Regions from separate parts of the Canis lupus genome. Here region 1 is linked to region 2. The links are chromatin contacts, called in public Hi-C maps. All regions are on one chromosome and are shown on one strand. Each heading gives the region's core, a stretch centred on a gene start, on an enhancer-like site or on the middle of the called end of the contact. The rest is flanking DNA. Distances are from core to core; before and after follow the strand shown.

Region 1 (3,993 bases), core at 490-2,989, 180 kb after region 2:
TCACACTACCAGAAAACATTCCTTAGTCTTCTCTATTCCAGCTGTGCCCATGGAGGTAGAAGCCTGGCATTCGAGGGGCTCAGATCATTAGATCCTTTGGCATTAGAGTGACAATAAGATAGGGGAACAAGGAGAAAGAAATTGAGAGCTCAGTTGCTGTTTGCTGCTGGTCCTCTTCCACATTGCCCCTCAAAAAAGTAAACTCCACCGCTCCTATATGGTATTAAGACCCACACTGGGGGCACCATGGGCTCAGTGGCTGAGCGTCTGCCTTCCGCCCAGGGCATGACCCCAGAGTCCCAGAATCCAGTCCTAGTCGGGCTCCCTGCATGGAGCCTGCTTCTCCCTCTGCCTGTGTCTCTGCGTCTGTGTCTCTCATGAATAAATAAAATCATTAAAAAAAAAAAGACCAACACTGATTACCTATTTTTTTAAATTTTTTTTAAATTTTTGTTTATTTATGATAGTCACAGAGAGAGAGAGAGGCAGAGACACAGGCAGAGGGAGAAGCAGGCTCCATGCACCGGGAGCCCGATGTGGGATTCGATCCCAGGTCTCCAGGATCGCGCCCTGGGCCAAAGGCAGGCGCCAAACCGCTGCGCCACCCAGGGATCCCCACTGATTACCTATTAATCAAATTAACATGTCTGAGACACCAGCAAAGCAGATCACCAAAAATATGTGAACATTTAGGGATGAAGCTATTTTTATTTTGGCATGTTTGTAAATTTTGTATCGTTCTTGAAAAGTGAAATTTTATTTCATGGTTTAGTACAGTTTTGACAGGAGGTGGTCGAGGGTAGGGCCATAACACATGATAACCTTTCTACAGTAGCTCTGCTTCTTCCAAGGATCAACTGTGAAGAAAGGGGGAAGTACCTCCGCCCGACAATTGCGGGCGCTCCCGAGGACAGAGCACGGGTGGCCGCGGATACCGCGTCTCTAACCCTTGCCAGGGGCTCAAGAGTATTTGGCTCTTCCATCCCTTTTCCCAATTTTTGTTACTTTTCTTCGGGAAGCTAAGTCTAAGAGTTCACAGAACAGAAACACGCATTTCGCTCGATAATCTTCAACAGAAATGTGTCATCGAGAGCACAACGTTTATAACCAACAGAAATCTTAGGCAGAAGCCTTTTCTCTTTCTGTCATCAAGAAGGTGAAAATACTGGAGATGCTCTCTGCCATCTTAGCTTGGTTCCCCCGACCCCCGCCGTTGTTTACGGTAAAGCCCTGAAAACCGGGATCGGTGTCGTGCGGGTAAGCGGCCTTCAACCCTCTCCCTTTTCACCGGAGGCGACCCTCAGTGAACAGTCTGTGTACCTGCCCCACTCTTCTAGGCACAGACGTCATCCCCTTCGCACACAAGCGGGAGCCTTTGCATCTCGCACGTCTCGGAGCATCCCTACAACTTTTTAAGCGCTCTCTTCCGGACCCGCGTCTCCTGAAGCCGGGGCCTCATCTGCAGACACCGGTTCAGAGGGTCGTCGCTCTCGGCCTCACAGCCTCCCATTCCGGCGCGGTCCCGCCGCCGCCGCCGCCGCCGCCGCCGCCGCGCACAGGGCCGCACTGCCGCTCGGTGGGTGGAGCGACGACGGGACGCACCGACCCTCGCCTCAGACCGCCTTCCGGCCCCGCGCGCCGGAAGTACTTTGCCCCATTTCCGCCTCGCAAGCGATTGGCGCAAGCCTCCTTCCCTTGGCTTGGAGCCCACAGCTCGAGCCGGCCCCCGCCTCTTGCGCGCAGTGATGACGACATCGGCCGGCGGCGGCGGCGAAGACTGGGGGACGGTTAGGGCTTCCTGGGCTGCAGGCCTGGCTGGTGCGAGCTGCTGTCATGGCGGCCGTGCAGTGGGGCTTCGTTTCCCTCCTCCTGTTGTTGCTCTCAGGGGATGCCCAGAGCTCGGAGCTGCCTGGGGCTGCTGCCGATGGGTCAGGCGGGATTGGGGTCGGCACAGGAGACCGCTTCAAGATTGAGGGACGTGCGGTTGTTCCAGGGGTGAAGCCCCAGGACTGGATCTCGGCGGCGCGAGTGCTGGTAGACGGAGAAGAGCATGTCGGATTTCTTAAGTGAGCCTCCTGTGGGCAGCGGGAAAGCGGTTGGCGTGGACGCTAGAGAGGAATTGCCCCTACGCGAGCCAAGTATCGGAGGGCGAAGGGGTGGGCGCCGGTAGCGGTCTGTGCGGGGAGACCTTGGGGGGCAGCCCCGCGCTTCCCCTTTCCTCCCCATCACCCCGTTTCCCCGTACCTCGGAAGCGAGGGTGGCAGGTGCTTGTCCCAGGGCGGAGCAGGGGGGGTCAGTTTTCTTCAACTCCGTTTTTGCCTTGTTACGGGGTCGACCACTCCAACCGCTGAGCCACCCAGGGGTCCCCGAATCTGGCCACTTTTGCATTCATTTCTGTCTTTTGGCAGCTTGATGTTGTGTAGAAATATGCTGAGCGAGTGGGAATTCTCAAAGCCCAAAGGATTTCTATGATGGCATAGACTGGGAGGCTAATGTTGCTGCTTCTGAAAATAATGGGCCCTGAAGTCCCTAATCAAAGCACCTTTTTTTTTTTTTGCCTGGAGGTGGGATTATTCTTTTTTTACAGTTGAATTCATCGAGGGATTTGCAACATTACATTTGGGGCATTTGTGTGAGACTGGGGTTTCTCCATATTTGCTAACATGGTTCAGTCTTTTCTAGCTCATTGTAAAAATGGGATTTCAACTTCTATTAAAGAACGTGGTGAATTTATTAGCACTCCAGTTTTGCAGTAACCTGCTTTTCAGATGTTTAGACACAACTGTGATGTTTTAAGTCTTTCATTCGCTGCTTGGGGTGTGAAACTGAACTGAAAGAAAATATTTAGGGCAGCTCCGATGGCCCCGGGGGGTGATCCTGGAGACCCGGGATCGAGTCCCACGTCGGGCTCCCTGCATGGAGCCTGCTTCTCCCTCTGCCTGTGTCTCGGCCTCTGTGTGTGTGTGTGTGTGTGTCTGTCGTGAATAAATAAATAATTTAAAAATATTTAGGGGGATGCCTGGGTGGCTCAGCGGTTGAGCGTCTGCCTTCAGCCCAGGGCGTGATCCTGGAGTCGTGGGATCGAGTCCCACATCGGGCTCCCTGCAGGGAGCCTGCTTCTCCCTCTGCTGTGTCTCTGCCTCTCTCTGTGTGTCTCGCATGAATAAATAAATAAAATCTTAAAAAAAATAAAAATATTTAGGAAAAAGTGTTTTCCTGACTGGTTTGTATACCAGCAAGTGGTATTTGAAAACCAGACATCGTAAATATGGATCTTTCTTTCTTTCTTTCTTTCTTTCTTTCTTTCTTTCTTTCTTTCTTTCTTTCTTTTTTGGACGTTTATTTCTAAATCTGATTTGCAAATATTCAGATCACCCGGGTGCTGTTGAATTAGAATTTGAATCTCAGATTAATAATGATGAGAAGCTAGTCTTTTTTTTTTTTTTAAGATTTTATTTACTTATTCATGAGAGCCATACACACACAGAGAGAGGCAGAGACACAGGCAGAGGGAGAAGCAGGCTCCACGCAGGGAGCCGCAGGTGGGACTTGATCCTAAGTCTCCAGGATCACTCCCTGGGGGAAGTCAGCGCTAAGCCGCTGAGCCATCTGTGCTGCCCGAGAAGCTAGTCTTAATGCTATTTGTTTTTACAAATCTGGCGTTAGGGCGTTCTTTAGGGTTTGCCTCTAATGATGTTTTAATGAAGAAACTCAAACCTTGGGAATTGGGGATCCCTGGGTGGCTCAGCAGTTTAGCGCCTGCCTTCAGCCCAGGGTGTGACCCTGGAGACTCGGGATCAAGTCCCACATCCGGCTTCCTGCATGGAGCCTGCTTCTCCCTCTGCCTGTGTCTCTGCCTCTCTGTGTCTCTCATGAATAAATAAATCTTTAAAAAAAAAAAAAAACATAAAGAAAACCTTGGGAAATTAGCCTAAACTGACCACTTGGCTTCTCTTTTCTGTGGTATATAATTCTTTTAAGAAGCATTTATAA
Region 2 (3,796 bases), core at 850-3,349:
TGAAGGCGGCGCTAAACCACTGAGCCACCGGGCTGCCCTTACTATTTATTTTTATTATTTTTTAAGATTTTGTTTATTTGACAGAGCACAAGCAGAAGGAGTAGCGGGCAGAGGTAGAGGGAGAAGCAGGCTCCCCAAGAAGCAGGGAGCCAGATGGAAGACTCAATCCAAGGACCCCAGGATCCTGACCTAAGCTGAAGGCAGATGCTTAACTGACTGAGCCACCTAGGCACACAAGGAGGTTTACATTTTAAATGAAAATTTATTTCTCATGTTGTTACCTGGATCTTTTTTGGATTTTTGCTTTGTTTCTGTTTTCTAAACATTTCAGTATTTACGAACTGTATATCTCAAAAAAGTTGTTCTTACATTTTGATTACTGGATCTTTTTAACCAGACTTTTTTTTTTAATTTTTAAAAGATTTTATTTATTTATTTATTTATTTATTTATTTATTTATTTATTTATTTATTTATTTATTTATTTATTTATTTATGACAGAGAGAGAGAGAGAGAGAGAGAGACAGGCAGGCAGAGGGAGAAGCAGGCTCTGTGCAGGGAGCCGGATGTGGGACTCAGTCCCAGGTCTCCAGGATCACACCCCCGGCAGCAGGCGGCGCCAAACCACTGGGCCACCAGGGCTACCTTTAACCAGACTTTTAATTTTCTTTTTTTTTTTTTTTTTTTTTTTTTTAATTTATTTATGATAGTCACACAGAGAGAGAGAGAGAGGCAGAGACACAGGCAGAGGGAGAAGCAGGCTCCATGCACCGGGAGCCCGATGCGGGATTCGATCCTGGGTCTCCAGGATCGCGCCCTGGGCCAAAGGCAGGCGCCAAACCGCTGCGCCACCCAGGGATCCCCATAATTTTCTGTGTCATTTGATAAAAGAAAATTTCCTGGGGGTGCCTGCCTTGGCTCAGGTAAAGATCCCAGGGTCCTGGAATCGAGTCCCACATCAGGCTCACTGCATGGAGCCTGCTTCTCCCTCTGCCTGTGTCTTTGCCTCTTTCTCTGTGTCTCTCATGAATAAATAAATAAATAAATAAAATATTTAAAAAAGAAAAAAAAATTTCCTGGCTCAGATTTTCAGTACAGTTCTGATTCATTGCTAAGGATGATGCTTAAACACTTACATTTGTAAGGTGTCAGGACCCAGGCAAACTCAGGGCACAGATAAGCTATAGGAAATAACTTTCAAACAAAACATTGATGAATCAAAATTTATGGAACACTTTTATTCATGTATTGAACATGCTAAGAAAAAATATTCTGGTGGCAGTAGTAGGGAAAACACTGGCAACAGAGTAAAAAAGATTCTGATTGTTTTCTTCAGGCCTAAAATTGCAGACATTTTCTTTAGTTGAACTTTCAATCTAACTAAAAAGTGAAAATAGCATTTATTTCCCCAGCTTCATTGAGGTATAATTGGCCAAATTGTATATATTTAAGGTGCACCACATGATGAGCTGATATATGCACCTACGGTAAAAAGACATTTTAAGGACAAGAAAAAGAAATTTAGCACAAAATATATAAATTTGAGAATACGGTGCTTTAGAAACAGACGTCTTAAAAATTTCAATAGGGGTCATACCTAGACATATGGTATAGCTGGATTGTGATTTTTCAAGAAATCACGAACGGTATCTTAAGCGCTTTTATTGAAAATATGGTTTTTGAGGTTCTGAGGGCAAGAGGCACCGTCAGCCCTCCCAACGCCTCCGGAGCGAGGTTGTGCAACGCAGCAGTAGTCCTCCAGAGGAAAAAGGTTTTCTCAGATGCACACAGCTCAGGCCCCAACGCTCAGACTACAACTCCCATCGTCCTCCGGGCCTCGCACGCTGGCTCCTCAGGCCCGCCGCGACCCCGCGGCGCATGCGCGTAGGCTTCTCCGTCCGCTCGCAGACTGCAGAGGCTGGGCGGGGCTCCTGGGCGCTCGCGGGACGGTACCGCCCTCCGGCCGCTCCCCCGGCTTCTCTTCGGACCGTTAACCTCGAATGAGGAACGAGTGGGGAGGGAAGGGAGGGGCTGCGGCGGCGCTCTTACAGCCCGCCGGGCCCGGGGCTGGGGGCGGCGAGGTCACGTAACGGCTGCCCTGGCGTCGGCCCGCGGAGGGGCGGCCTCCCCGGCAGCCCGAGCCCTCCGGCGCGCGCCGCGGCTGCGAAACAGTTACCGGCTGGTAAACAACAGCTGCGCGCGCACCCGCCTCAGCTGGCGCTGGTGTCCCGCACCTGCGACCTCCTCCTCCCCTCGCCCCGCCGCCCGCTGCGCTCAGCCCGGGCCGGCCTGCCAGGCCAGCTTCTCCCTCGCTGGGACCTGAAGGAAGGACGGCGACGGGCAGACCCCGCCGCGGCCCTGTGGGGGAGGAAGCGAAGGGGTGGCCTGTCCTGGCACACGCACGGGGAAGCCCGGCGAGCCGACGTGCGCTCGGTGGATTAGCAACGACCCGCCGCGACCCGGAGCTGCGGTCCGAGGGCTCCCGATCCGCCCTCTAGCCGCCGCCTCCCGGATCCCGAGGGCCAGCCTGCCAGAAGAGCGGGCCGGCCACTTGGAAGACGAGACCCCTAGGAGGCATCCTCTGCTCGCCCTTTTTATTCTCTTGTATCCAGAGTGTGGGGTATTTTCCCCGTTATGCATGCGCATCTCTCCCACCAGACCCAAGCGGATTACTGGCCTCAAAAACACCGGGTGGCTCTGCGCACACCTCCCAGCCAGACCTGTGGGGTATTCACCTGATACACAACAGGTGGCCGGGTGTACACCGTTTTGCAATCTGATCTGTGCTATATTCGCCTAATAAGAGTGGGCCTGCGCGCACTTTGCTCAACGAGAACCGGGGGACATTTTCCAGGTAAAAGACTTAACTACCTCGGCGGAAATCTGGGGGTCGAGGGAAGAAGGGCTTCACCTGCTTCTCTGACACCATGGCACTGAGCCTGCAGCCCTGGACCAGGGGAGACAGCTAGATAACTCTTCTTTCTGAAGGAACGAAGTTACACGAGATTGGCAACGTTTTGTCCTTTTTTTTTTTTTTTTCTTAAATATTTACTAGTAGTGCACTTTCTAAGATAATCTGAATTCTGAGTCGTAGGATTCTTATTTGGGACTTTTTGTGTGGTGTAAATCAAGATTATTGAGGGTTTTTTTTTTTTAAGTTTTTCTATTTTTGCAACCAAAAGTAGCTCGCGTAGGAGGAAGGATTTTGCGGGGTTTTCCTTTTTTCTTTGTTCTTCTAAAGGAAAACAGAATAATGCATCCTCCAGAAACCACCACCAAGATGGCTTCAGTGCGGTTCATGGTGACACCAACGAAGATTGATGACATTCCAGGTTTGTCAGATACCAGCCCGGACCTCAGCTCCCGATCCAGTTCCCGAGTAAGATTTAGCTCACGGGAAAGTGTGCCTGAAACAAGCCGCAGTGAGCCTATGAGTGAGATGTCTGGAGCCACCACTTCTCTAGCCACTGTTGCCCTGGATCCAGCCAGTGATCGGAATTCTAACCCCCAGGACGTTACCGAGGGTGAGTAGAAAGACGGAGGATAGGATACTTTCATTACCGCCCTGGGAAATCACTTTTCCATTATGCAGTAATTATCAGGAACCAAGGTCCTTCTTTTTGAGACGCCTAGGAACCTTCCTTTGGAATAATGGTCAGCACAGTGACTGCCTGCCCCAATACTTTGCCATGCGGGAAGGAAAGTAGATTTATATTTTGACTTCTGCATTTTTGCCTCCTTCACATTGAAATGCGTGTTTCGGTTAAGGATGAATATCAAAGAATTTAATCCGTTT

Evidence for each region. A called contact is a pair of places that touch in the nucleus more often than the background predicts.
Region 1: a Hi-C map of amygdala shows a contact between it and region 2, with 4 times the contacts expected there. The contact joins the promoter of EMC7 here to the promoter of SLC12A6 in region 2. A contact is called at or near these places in 4 of 9 Hi-C or Micro-C datasets (amygdala, blood and skin fibroblasts).

Annotation. Positions count from the first base shown.
Region 1 is chr30:1,221,853-1,225,845 of UU_Cfam_GSD_1.0, forward strand. EMC7 (ER membrane protein complex subunit 7) reads left to right here and starts at 1,740. Exons shown (of 5, transcript XM_038579909.1): 1 at 1,740-2,066. The coding sequence starts at 1,834.
Region 2 is chr30:1,041,716-1,045,511 of UU_Cfam_GSD_1.0, forward strand. It overlaps SLC12A6 (solute carrier family 12 member 6), which reads left to right and starts at 2,100. Exons shown (of 26, transcript XM_038579902.1): 1 at 2,100-2,854; 2 at 3,242-3,524. The coding sequence starts at 3,254.